Linked DNA regions of Hordeum vulgare: region 1 is linked to region 2. The links are chromatin contacts, called in public Hi-C maps. All regions are on one chromosome and are shown on one strand. The core of a region is the stretch at or near the end of the contact, and the rest is flanking DNA. Distances in the headings are between cores, read along the strand shown. Region 1 holds the start of LOC123425474 (indole-3-acetic acid-amido synthetase GH3.8). Region 2 holds the start of LOC123425469 (zinc finger protein 7-like).

What was found. Hi-C and Micro-C count contacts between places; a contact is called where the count stands out from the background.
Region 1: a contact with region 2 is called in a Hi-C map of seedling, with 7 times the contacts expected there. The contact joins the promoter of LOC123425474 here to the promoter of LOC123425469 in region 2. A contact is called at or near these places in 2 of 6 Hi-C or Micro-C datasets (leaf and seedling).

The regions. Positions count from the first base shown.
Region 1 is chr2H:120,734,365-120,740,304 of MorexV3_pseudomolecules_assembly, forward strand. LOC123425474 (indole-3-acetic acid-amido synthetase GH3.8) reads left to right here and starts at 1,342. Exons shown (of 2, transcript XM_045109176.1): 1 at 1,342-1,968; 2 at 2,095-3,749. The coding sequence starts at 1,502. The coding sequence ends at 3,481.
Region 2 is chr2H:120,303,274-120,309,103 of MorexV3_pseudomolecules_assembly, forward strand. It overlaps LOC123425469 (zinc finger protein 7-like), which reads right to left and starts at 3,460. Exons shown (of 1, transcript XM_045109173.1): 1 at 1,769-3,460. The coding sequence starts at 2,353. The coding sequence ends at 1,814. It overlaps LOC123425470 (zinc finger SWIM domain-containing protein 7), which reads left to right. Exons shown (of 5, transcript XM_045109174.1): 5 at 1-151.

The DNA of each region.
Region 1 (5,940 bases), core at 92-2,591, 430 kb after region 2:
CAAACAGTCTAGCGCACATGCAAAACACGCAACCTTACCTGTAGTTAACAGCGATCAAGGAGTAGTAGTAGTTAACAGTTGATTAAGCAGCGTTTCAAAGTGACTGTCACGGTCAGAATAGAGAATAGTGTAGCCGCAGGGAATTCCAGCACGGGCGTGCATGGCATCGCATTCGCATCGCATCTTTGGACAAAAAGGGTTTTCCAACACATGGCTGGCTGTCCTCCTCCGGTTCACGTGAGACAAAATCCAAACCTTTTGCCCCCGTCATCCTGTCGAGCAAAAGCGGAAGCTTCCCGGCGCTTGCCGGCACACAGCCTCTGCGCACCACCGCACGCTGAAACCCAGAAACCAACCCCCCCACACCCGTGCCCGTGCCTGGTCAAAAATGGGCGAGGACTTTCACGCCCGTCTCGGCCGGCGCGTGCTCTGGTGTGGCGGGAGCGCGCGCAGGGACGCGGTGTCGCCCGCGTGGTCACCAGCTCAGCCCCGCCTCGCACGTCCGGTCGGTCCGGTGGTCTCGCCGCTCCACGCTGTAGGCTAGCCGCCCAGTTGCTGCCCGCGCTCCCTCCCTCCCTCGTCCAATAATGCACAGGCCGGCGACCGCATGGGCGGTGCGGGCGGTGGCGCTCGTCAACAAACCACCTGCGCGCACGAGCCGCCGGCCGGACGGACGCGCACTGGCACTGCCATCCATCCGGTGGCGCGCATAAAAAACCCGCCGGTCAGCCCCCTGCTGCATGTTGCAATAAAAATTGGCGGCCAGGCCGGTGATTCGAAGTTTCCTTTAACGCGAACCGGATCCCCAGCCGGATCCTGCACATTTAGCGAGCGAGCGAGCGAGCGAGCAGCCCCCCATTTTTCTTTCTTCTTCTTCTTCTTCCGTTGGCGATCGCGCCGCGGCTCCGAGGACGTGTCGCGAGGTGAGCCGGTCCAGTCGCAGTCGCCCTCCCAACCACTGAGCCCCGATCGGTTGCGGTTCAATGCACGTCGCCACCACCACGCCGGTCGCATAACCGCTGCTGCCCCTGTTACATCTTACATGCATGGAACGGAGATCAGATGCGTCAAGACATGGCGCGCGTCGCGGTCGATGCGTGCACACAATGGCAACTTTGGCACTCGTATCCTTTACCGTCGGGCCGGCAGCCGCGTACGTGCCGCTGTCCTTGCCGGCTGCATGTCCACCCCCGGACGGGACACTGGGCCCTGGCTGCCCCGCCATGGACAGACAGTTCCTTGACGTATGCCATCTCATGTCCTCCTTCGCGGCCGCCGAGCTCCGTCATCCTCATCCGCGCGCCGCTCTCCCCTATAAATAACTGGCCACGCCGAGCCGTTCTGACACAGGCTTAGTACCACCACAACACAGCAGTCGATCGAGCAAACATTCCTGTCCCTCCCTCCCCTCCCCTCCCTCCCACGCATCCGGCCGGCATTCTTCACCTAGCTCTAGCTCGCGTTCCCTGCTCTGCTTCTCCTAGTGTCTCGTATTCAGCAAATGGCGGCTATGACTGATGTGTCGAGGGCGATCGGCGCGGCTCTGCGGAGCCCGGCCTCGTCACCGGTGGCGGAGGCTGCGGCCGCAGCAAAAGCCAAGGACGCCGAGAAGCTGCGCTTCATCGACGAGATGACCTGCAACGTCGACTCCGTGCAGGAGCGCGTCCTGGCCGAGATCCTCGCCCGGAACGTCGACACGGAGTACCTCAAGAACTGCGGCCTCGACGGCGCCGCCGACCGCGACACCTTCCGGGCCAAGGTGCCGGTCGTGTCCTACGACGCTCTGCAGCCCTACATCCAGCGCATTGTCAACGGGGATCGGTCGCCGATCCTGTCCACGCACCCCGTCTCCGAGTTCCTCACCAGCTCCGGCACGTCGGCCGGCGAGCGCAAGCTCATGCCCACCATCAAGGACGAGCTCGACCGCCGCCAGCTCCTCTACAGCCTCCTTATGCCGGTCATGAACCTGTAAGTTGGCACTCGATGGCATTCCACGATCAACAAGTAATCAATTTCTCCAGTCCAAACTCCAAAGTGAGAGAACAGCTGCTGATTGATCCATGGATCGATCGATCGACCCAATGTTTCTTGCAGATATCTGTCCGGGCTTGACAAGGGGAAGGGCCTCTACTTCCTGTTCGTCAAGTCGGAGACCAAGACCCCGAGCGGCCTCACGGCGCGGCCAGTGCTCACCAGCTACTACAAGAGCGAGCAGTTCAAGAACCGCCCCTACGACCCCTACCACAACTACACCAGCCCGACGGCGGCCATCCTCTGCGCGGACGCGTTCGAGAGCATGTACGCTCAGATGGTGTGCGGTCTGTGCCAGCGCCACGAGGTGCTCCGCGTCGGCGCCGTGTTCGCCTCCGGCCTCCTGCGCGCGATCCGTTTCCTCCAGCTCAACTGGGAGGAGCTGGCCGCCGACATCGAGGCCGGCGCGCTCACCCCGCGCGTCACCGACGCTTCCGTGCGCGAGGCGGTGGCGGGCATCCTCCGGCCGGACCCCGAGCTCGCCCAGTTCGTCCGGGACGAGTGCTGCAAGGGCGACTGGGCCGGCATCGTCAGGCGCATTTGGCCCAACACGAAATACCTGGACGTCATCGTCACCGGCGCCATGGCGCAGTACATCGGCACCCTCAAGTACTACAGCGGCGACCTGCCGATGGCGTGTACCATGTACGCGTCATCCGAGTGCTACTTCGGGCTCAACCTCCGCCCGCTCTGCGACCCTTCGGAGGTGTCCTACACCATCATGCCCAACATGGGGTACTTCGAGTTCCTCCCCGTGGACGAGGCGACCGGCGCGGCGTCGTGCGTGGACGCGGGAAACCTCGTGGACCTCGCGCGCGTGGAGGCCGGGCGGGAGTACGAGCTGGTGATCACCACCTACGCCGGGCTGAACCGGTACCGCGTCGGCGACGTCCTCCGCGTGACCGGGTTCCACAATGCGGCGCCACAGTTCCAGTTCGTCCGCCGCAAGAACGTGCTGCTGTCCATCGAGTCGGACAAGACGGACGAGGCGGAGCTGCAGCGCGCCGTGGAGCGCGCGGCGACGCTGCTCCGCCCGCACGGCGCGTCGGTGGCGGAGTACACCAGCCAGGCGTGCACCAAGAGCATCCCCGGGCACTACGTGGTGTACTGGGAGCTGCTGACGACGGGCGCCGGCGCCGGCGCGACGGCGGTGGACAAGGGCACCCTGGACGCCTGCTGCCTGGAGATGGAGGAGGCGCTGAACACGGTGTACAGGCAGAGCAGGGTGGCGGACGGCTCCATCGGGGCGCTGGAGATCCGGGTCGTCCGGGGCGGCACGTTCGAGGAGCTCATGGACTACGCCATCTCCCGGGGCGCCAGCATCAACCAGTACAAGGCGCCCCGGTGCGTCACGTTCCCGCCCATCATCGAGCTGCTGGACTCGCGCGTGGTGTCCAGCCACTTCAGCCCCGCCCTGCCGCACTGGACCCCGGCCCGGCGCTCCGACTAGAGCTCTGCTCGACGGCGATCGCCCCACACGAAGCAGGACCCACGACGTCTCCGCCTGAATCGATTCACTCGTTGGAAATTTTGGTCGTTGCCGTCGGCTCGGCTAGTACTAGTACGTTACGTAGCTCTAGTAGTAGTAGAACGAGAGTGAGTGCCAGTACCACCTTTGATCTGATGCTAGGAATGAGGCTGGAATATGGTTAATGATTAATGCTTGATGTAACAGTCCGATTACTGCCGGAATATGATGATTAATGGTTGATGATTGATGTGCTTGTCTGTCTGTATCTATCGGGATTATGATTGATTGTTAATTAACGGAACGGAACATGCCTCCAAAACCGTACGAGTTAGTGTGTACTTGCAGGATATATTTCCCCAATTATTGGCCACTAGCCGACACCAGCAGAGAGAGACCGGAGGCCGGTTGTTCTTTCCTCATTCTCCTGCCTTCGGCCTTCCCATTTTGACGGCAAGAACTCGTTGCTGCTGCTTGCTCGTTGGAAAATGTTGGCAAGAGGAGCAGAATTAGCCGCGTCACGTAGCTCATCGCCGGTGAGATTGGGTCGAGGCGGCAATAATTGAGGCGGCCGAAGCTTCTCGCCGTCGATCGTCAGGCCCTTCTTTCTTTTGAATGGTCGTCATAAACTGGATGGTTTTCCATCCACTGAGTCCGAACTGAAACGATTTCTGCGGAGCATCCCATTGTCTTCTTTTCTTTCCAAAAGTTTTATTTCTTTCCCTTCTGTTAAAAGGGGACGACCGTCCCTGGTACGTTTGTTTTCCTGCTTCAACGCCTCAATGATTTCCTGCTTCAATGCTTCGTTGAAGTGCTTTATGCAAAGTGCTGGAAGAATCCTGGGATCGAACCATGCTCGACGTTTTTCCAAGCCAAATCGGGCCGCCAAACCGGTCAGGATTTGCGGGAAAGACACACGCGTGCATGCGTTGCGTCGCACGGTCTGCTTTGACCGCGTTAAGCCGACGCAATGGCTGGGTAAGAACCCGTTCCTCCACCACGGTGAAGACGAGTCCAGCACGCCATGCTTGCTTGTAAATATATGGACGGCTTCCACGATTGCGGCGTGGGATGGGACGGACCACCGAGAAAATCCCGCGCCCGGCCGGTCAGATCATCGATCCCGTATCGGCGGCCGCGCTGCCGTGCGCACGGCGGGAGTCCTCGTGTTGCCCGGCCGAGACACGGGCGCAGGTTCCCCTGCCGGGGTCACGCGCCGCTGCTTCCCTTTCCCCTTCCCCCTTGTGTTTCCGAGCTGCGCACTTCACGCCCGCACCGCACCGCACGGCCGTGTCCGCGCCGCGCACCTGGGGCCGGCCGTGCAGGAGACATCTCTATTCTATGACCACGACTCCACCTCCACGCGAGCCCATGACGTTGCCCGAGCCGGGCTGCGTTTGACTATTGGTTCTGCTGGCTCCGTGCACGACGCTGCCTTGACACGCAACACTCGTCGTCTGCTCATATCTTTAGGCTGGTTGTAATGAAGAGTATTAGTATCATGCATATATGATACTAATATATGATACTACGTCGGTAATGCATAGAGGGTGGATCCAAGAGACTAAAACTAGTTTTTTTAAGAGGCTACAATCCCAATCATCCCTGATTAAAGATAGACTAAAACTAGTCTTGAGGCTAAAATCTTTTAGTCAAGGATACCCCTATATAAATATGCTAGTATTATGAAATAATTCATTTATCGGATTTGCTACAACTCAGTTAGCTGAGTTTTACTTATGGTCTCATTCACCGTTGTAACCATTAAATATGTGTTTTAAGATTCATGCGAAACATTTCTTTCGCGTGACAGAATGCATGGTTGTTCTCGTACAGGGCAGCCCCATGTGCGTTGATTTTTTTTGTCTGTCCTTTGTTTGTTTGACTATTGGGCTAGGCTATGTGCGTTTTTCTTTTCTTCATATTTCCTAGCCCAATGAGAAACCATGGAGTCAGAGATATAAATGTAACGTTGTTACTTTTCTGTTTTGTCATTTCTTCACTGTAGCACTTTGTAATGATGTTTTTTTTGTTTTACCATCCAATCGTCACACAATAGATTGTAGTGTTGTCTGTTCTGTCTACGAAAAAAATAACACGCTATACCGTCGCTAGCAACATGCTATAGCGCGTATAGATAATTGTTTCGTTAAATTAATTAGTGTATAATGTCTTGCTAATAACACGCTATAGCATGCTAATAATATATTTCTAGGAACGACACTATTTTGTATAGCGCGTTATTTTTTTCCTTGGTTTTGTCCAAGCGAGGCGGCTCTAGTTTCGTATAGGACGTGGCCCATGTGCATGAGTAGTAGCTTTTTTGTTTTTCGTTTACGGAGCTAGGTTATATGGGTTTTTATTCTTCTTTTTTTTTTTACTTAGTGGAAAAAGGAAAAGAGGATATGATTCAATGAATCGTTGATGTGCTAATTGCATGT
Region 2 (5,830 bases), core at 2,210-4,709:
TTTTTATCACCTTGTCTCTCTTTTCAAGAAACCAGCATCACCTTCTTTTTCATTGCATTAGATTATAAGAATGAGGAGACATGTATGAGACCGTGAAATTATTTAGTTATGTGAACTGATCAATGAATTGAGATGAATAGTTTTTCTTTCATATCGAGTTAGCCTCTTGCAGTCCTTTAACACATTAGTACAATATTTTCACAAGATAATCCTCTTTTCCTATGATGCTTTTGTATAGTGATGCTTGGATAGCAGGAATCATGATATGATGAACAATGAATGTATGGTTACAGGGTTCCTGATATTTGAACTTTAGGGTTCTGGCATACTACAGTAATTGGTATATTCCAGTATACTACCGTAAAGCATAGTTAATTTTGCAAGAGAGCATCATGATAATAATATCTCAGATATGAATGCTAATATACCTGACTGGCTAGTTCCTGGACCACATGTTTCACTGTATCTGAGTACCTTCGGTTTATTTGGTGAGAAGATGATGCCCTTAGCTTAATACTTGGAAGTTTTTTTTTCAAATTTGGTGAATATTACACCTTTAAAAACCAGCATAACTAATACTGATGATTATTATTAAATAAAAGAATGTGGTGGTTTATCTATATATAAGACTACTGAATTTTAAACATTGAAGACAATAACACTGCAAACTTCTAGCTTTGTAGTATATCATTAATGAGAGAGCCTACTGAAAATCATATAACATCAAAATAGTCTTACCGAGGTGGCTTTCCAGAAGGATATGTGATGTATTTCGGAGACATTAGTCTCCAATGATTTTGTGAGCCAACAATTTCTGCATATACAGTGTAATCGTTGGAAGTGTTCTCATGGAAGTTTGCAGTATACATTGTAGCCAATAGTTGTGGTCACCCAGTGTTTCCATTTTTAAATATTTCTTTTGGCATCTCACATTCTCACCTTTTCTCTATCCCCTTGCTTGTTTTTATGCTTCCACAAGAAGATTCCTATGCTGTGCACTTGCCTTCAGCATTAAAATAATGGACTTTTGTTTTTTCCATGTATGCATCCATTGATGTCTCAATGTATTATTATTTTCTTCTGATTCTTCCACATTACTTTGCTTGTATTCATGCACACTTGTGAACCAATTAAGATCCTGTCTTTGACAAGAATACATGTATTCACATGTACGACCTGAGATATGCAAATGCAATCTATAAGGGGTCAGCAGTTAGCTTTTATATGATGATAGTTCAATACAACTGGGCTTGTTTGATAAGCTCCAAAGTCCAGAGCATTCATGGTTGCCAACAAACTTCCAATGCATAAAAATGTTTAAGACTTTTGATGAAGCAGAAAATGTGTTGCATGTAGTTTATCTTTTGAAACAACGTTTGGTGATGAAGTGAGGCACACAAATTTGAATTGGAGTCCTTAGAGCAACACTAATCACCACGATGGTGTAGACTAAAGTTTTTTTTTTTTCTGATCTCAATTATAGCCTACCCCAACTTGTTTGGGACTAAAGGCTTTGTTGTTGTTGTTGTTGTTGTTGTTGTTGTTGTTGTTGTCAATTATAGCTTAACACTGATCGGTGGATTGTATGTATAGTTCCTACTTCCTAGCAACTAGATTGAAGATCACTCAAGTTTAAACCTGTTCTCTTTACCAGGTATCACACATAGATTATTGTTTTCTATTTTTCAAACTTGTCCGAGAACTCACCTGCAACTGTGGGTACAAGTTTGGAATCTTATTCCCTCGCCTCAAAAGATGATGCAAAATATTGACTTCGCAGAAAATGTTTATACATGGAATCATGGATTACAAATTACAAATGCAGGCTCAAATCAATATTTTCCTCTTGCTGCTTCATGGGCTCCTGAAGACTTGTTTTGAAGCTCCCAGGCCACACCAAATAGGTAGCTTCCTCTACTGCAAAAGGCATCCTGTTTCTCACTTGGCCGTCGTGAAACCTTGCAACCACAACAGCGGCCCTTTCACCTTGCGCAGTCAGAATTGTGGAGTGGGGGCTGGCCCTCATAGGTTGGATGAAGGAAGCAGTTGGAGGAAAGCGTAGCATCAGTTGCTGAAAGCTTCGCGATCTCCTAGCTGCACACCTTTCCTTCTTGTGTGCGTTCTGGTGCCCGCCAAGGGCCTGCGAGCTGAAGAACTTCCTCAGGCAGTAGTTGCAGGAGAACGTCCGTTGAGGGGTGGCCACAGATTTGGCCTCTGGAGGCTTAGCTGCTTCACTTCTCAATGCATCAATCCCCAGCTTTAGCCATGGCGTCGGAGTATTATCATCGGCGCGACCAGCTTCATCACCTTGATTACCTAATTTCCGCTCTTGTGCTTCAGGTGCTCTCTTCATTGTTTCTTTGTTGGTAGTGGTGCAATAGAGGATTGCTCAAGGTTTGTGTTATTATGGCAGTCCTCTAGTTTGCTATAAAAAGGGGCAGGGGTCTGCAAGTGGCAATAATTCAGGGGAAAAGGCAAAAGTTTCCAGGAGCTTAAAGTGGATCAGGATATGCTAGTTTGCATACCTATCTATTTCCTAGTTTGCTTACGTACCAGTATCCATGTAGCGGTGGTCAGCTCGTTGGCTTTTGTTATTATTATTCCATAATAAGGTTTGTCTTTCATGTATACTACTCTATCTATCTGTTCACGAGAAGCTTCAGTTGCTTGTCTTGCTCTTTCCTCATCAGGTATGTGCCTATTTTAGGTACCAATGTTGCAGTACATTTCTATCAGGTATAGTTCAATAACCTCATATGATTGGCTGTTTTCTAATTCTCTCACCTGTCATCTAGGAATCCGCTGTTCATGTTTGTATATTTCCTTACCATGATTAGTTTAGAAATGTATGTGGAAAAGGAAGTCTCATGACTTAAAAACTCCGGTGCGGTCGAACGGCGAAATTGTCTTCTTCTTTTCGCTGCTAGACTTTGCTCAGCGTCAATAATGAAGTTTGCGTGGATTAACCCAATTTAATACGAACCCTTTCCAGTCCATTTGTTTGATTGGCAATATAGCACTCTCGGTTAAAAGTGCTACGGCCTATTGTATTATTTATTTGTGCAAACGTAGTTGTTGCTTTTTTTTTTTTTTGATTTGAGGTCATCATTGATCTTATCTCATGCACGTTCTCTCTTTTTGTCGCTTGAGGCTCAGGCATGGACGGCGCCTGGCGTTCTCTAATCCTAAAGCTCAGCCTACATCAGCGGCTCCGAAATGGCTTCAGCTTGAGTGCATCCGCCACTCTTGGGCATGAGCGCTGGGCGATCCCCGAGGTGAACACACAGAAGCTTTTTGCCCGGGAACAAGTGGATGGTCATGATCCACTCACAGCATAATGATTGTGCTTATTTATTCCTGTATAGTGATACATGGAGGAGCACTTTTGAGTTTTGACTGCTCGTCTGGGAGACAACTGGGGCTATATGATTATGATCCATTGGAATGGACCGCTGCTTTCTCTCGGGTCACGGTGAGGGGAGGGATTTGAGGTTGGATGCTGATTGCGCCTGGTGGATTGGTGACTCTGGCAGCCTGATCCGGCGGGCGGGGTAGGGAGGGGGTTGGGAGTAGGAGCGCTGCGCCGACGCAACAGGATTCGTTTTGTTCCACGCTGAGAAGAATTCTTCAAAACCCCGGGTGGGCAGGTGGGATGACGGCCTGGTCGCGTGCCGGTCTGTGTCGTACGAGTCGCACGTCGCTCTCGTCCCGGTTCGCTCTGCCTCATACCTCATCTCCTTCTGCAGTGTTGGGCGGAAAATCCTATACGCTGCTCACTGCATCGTAATATCGACGCCACGCACAGGGTGGCACGAGCGATCGATGCAGTGGGCCAGGCCAATTACTAGCGATTTTTTTGTCTGCACAGTATTACTACTGGTTTTAGGAACATTCTAGAAGTTTCTTCCTGAGCTGTACTTTTCTCTGTTCTGTTTCTCTTTTGTATTTTCTTTTTTTTTCTTTTCCTGCTTATTTATTTCTCAAAATTATTTTTCTTTTTCTAAATTTTTTTGCATTTTCTAAATTTTATTCGTGTCTCAATAAATGTTCAAGAATTCCAAAAAATCTTCATATTTTCAAAATACGTTTGCATTTTTCATAGATTTGTTTGCTTTTAAAAAATTGTTCATAGATTCGGAATTTTTTCAGATTTTCAAAAAACTGTCCCCATTCAAAAATTGTTCATAGATTCGGAATTTTTTCAGATTTTCAAAAAACTGTTCCCATTCAAAAAAATTTCACAAATACAGAAAATTAGTCGCACTTTACAAACAATGCTCCCGTTTCCAATTTTTGTTCACAAATTTAAAAATGTTCTTATTTTCAAAATGTGTTCGTGTTTTCCATAAATTTGATTGCTTTATCAAAATTGTTCATAGATTCAGAAATTGTTCAGATTATCGAAAAAATGCCTCAATCAAAAAATGTTCACAAATACAAAAAATTGGTCGCATTTTACAAAAAATGTTCCCTTTTTTCAATTTTTGTTCACAAATTTAAAAAACACATTTTCAAAATATGTTCGCATTTTTCATAAATTTGTTTTATTTTTCAAAAATTGTTCATAGATTCAGAAATTGTTCATGTTTTCAAGTTTTGTTTAGGAGTTTAAAAAATATTTCCATTTTTCAAAAATGTGTGCGTTTCCAAAAATTGTTTTTAAAATTTGAAAAATGTTTTGCTTTTGAAAAAATGTTCGCGTAACCAAAAATTGTTTTCGAATTTGAAAAATGTTCTGATTTAAAAAAATCATGTTTTCTATTTTTGGGAGATTTTACGAAAATATTCCCTTATTATAAGAAATGCTCGCTTTTCAAAAAAATCCATTAATTTGTTTGGGAATTTGTTCTTTATATCGAAATATGTTCTAAAAAAATTTAAATATGTTTGAGATTTTAAAAATTGTTCCCATTTTGAGCTTTTGGTCACAAATTCAAAATATGTTCATGTTTACGAAAAAAGTTCAGAAAATTCAGAATATGTTCGCCATTTCAGAAAATTGTTTGGGTTTGCCAAAAATTGGTCGTAAGTCCAGAAAATTACTCAGATTTTGAAATATTGTTCGGGAATGTTTCAAATAGTGGTACGCCCGCTAATGCTATTTTAACTCTTGCGATGTATTTCTGCTTTGAGAATTCTTCGGTCATAGTGGCTAGCAGCAAGCGCACTTGACTTGGTGACCCAGGTTCGATTCCCACGAAGCGCGATCAACCAACCTGTTTTTGTGATTTTTCACATGGGTTCGCGGTGCATCGCAATGGTCCAGCCCAGTTGAGCACACCTTGTGCGATGACACATCTATTTGCCGCAAAACGCAGCAAATAGGAACTCCCATGTTGCGTCAGGTTTTCGTTTATCTGCATTGATCCGTGCGACTAGCGGCGGATCCCTTTTCCTGTGCCGTTACATCACTTTGGTGACTTGTGGACTGTTTGATAGTCTGCATTAGACCCAATCGGGTCAGTACGGTGCGAGATTTAGGCATAGCATGAACCTGTTGCTAAAAAAAGGCATAGCATGAACCTTAAATCACCTTTAAGTCAAACCAGCTCGTAACGCTTGATATGGCACCACACTCGAGCGATGCAAGAAATCGCACCTATGTTGCTCCACTTATGCAATCTGGTGCGGCTAGTGTAAGTGAAGTTGTATCTGGTATGGTTTACTCATAATCTCCTCACTTCTAATATACATAACAATGCTTCGATTTGGTTAAGGTCTGTACGAAAAATAAGCAGTTCAGTAGTTTTGTTCATTGTAAATGTTCTTTTTTTATTATTATTTCAGTTATTTTGTATGAATTTTGTTAAATTTGTCGAGCATGATTGAC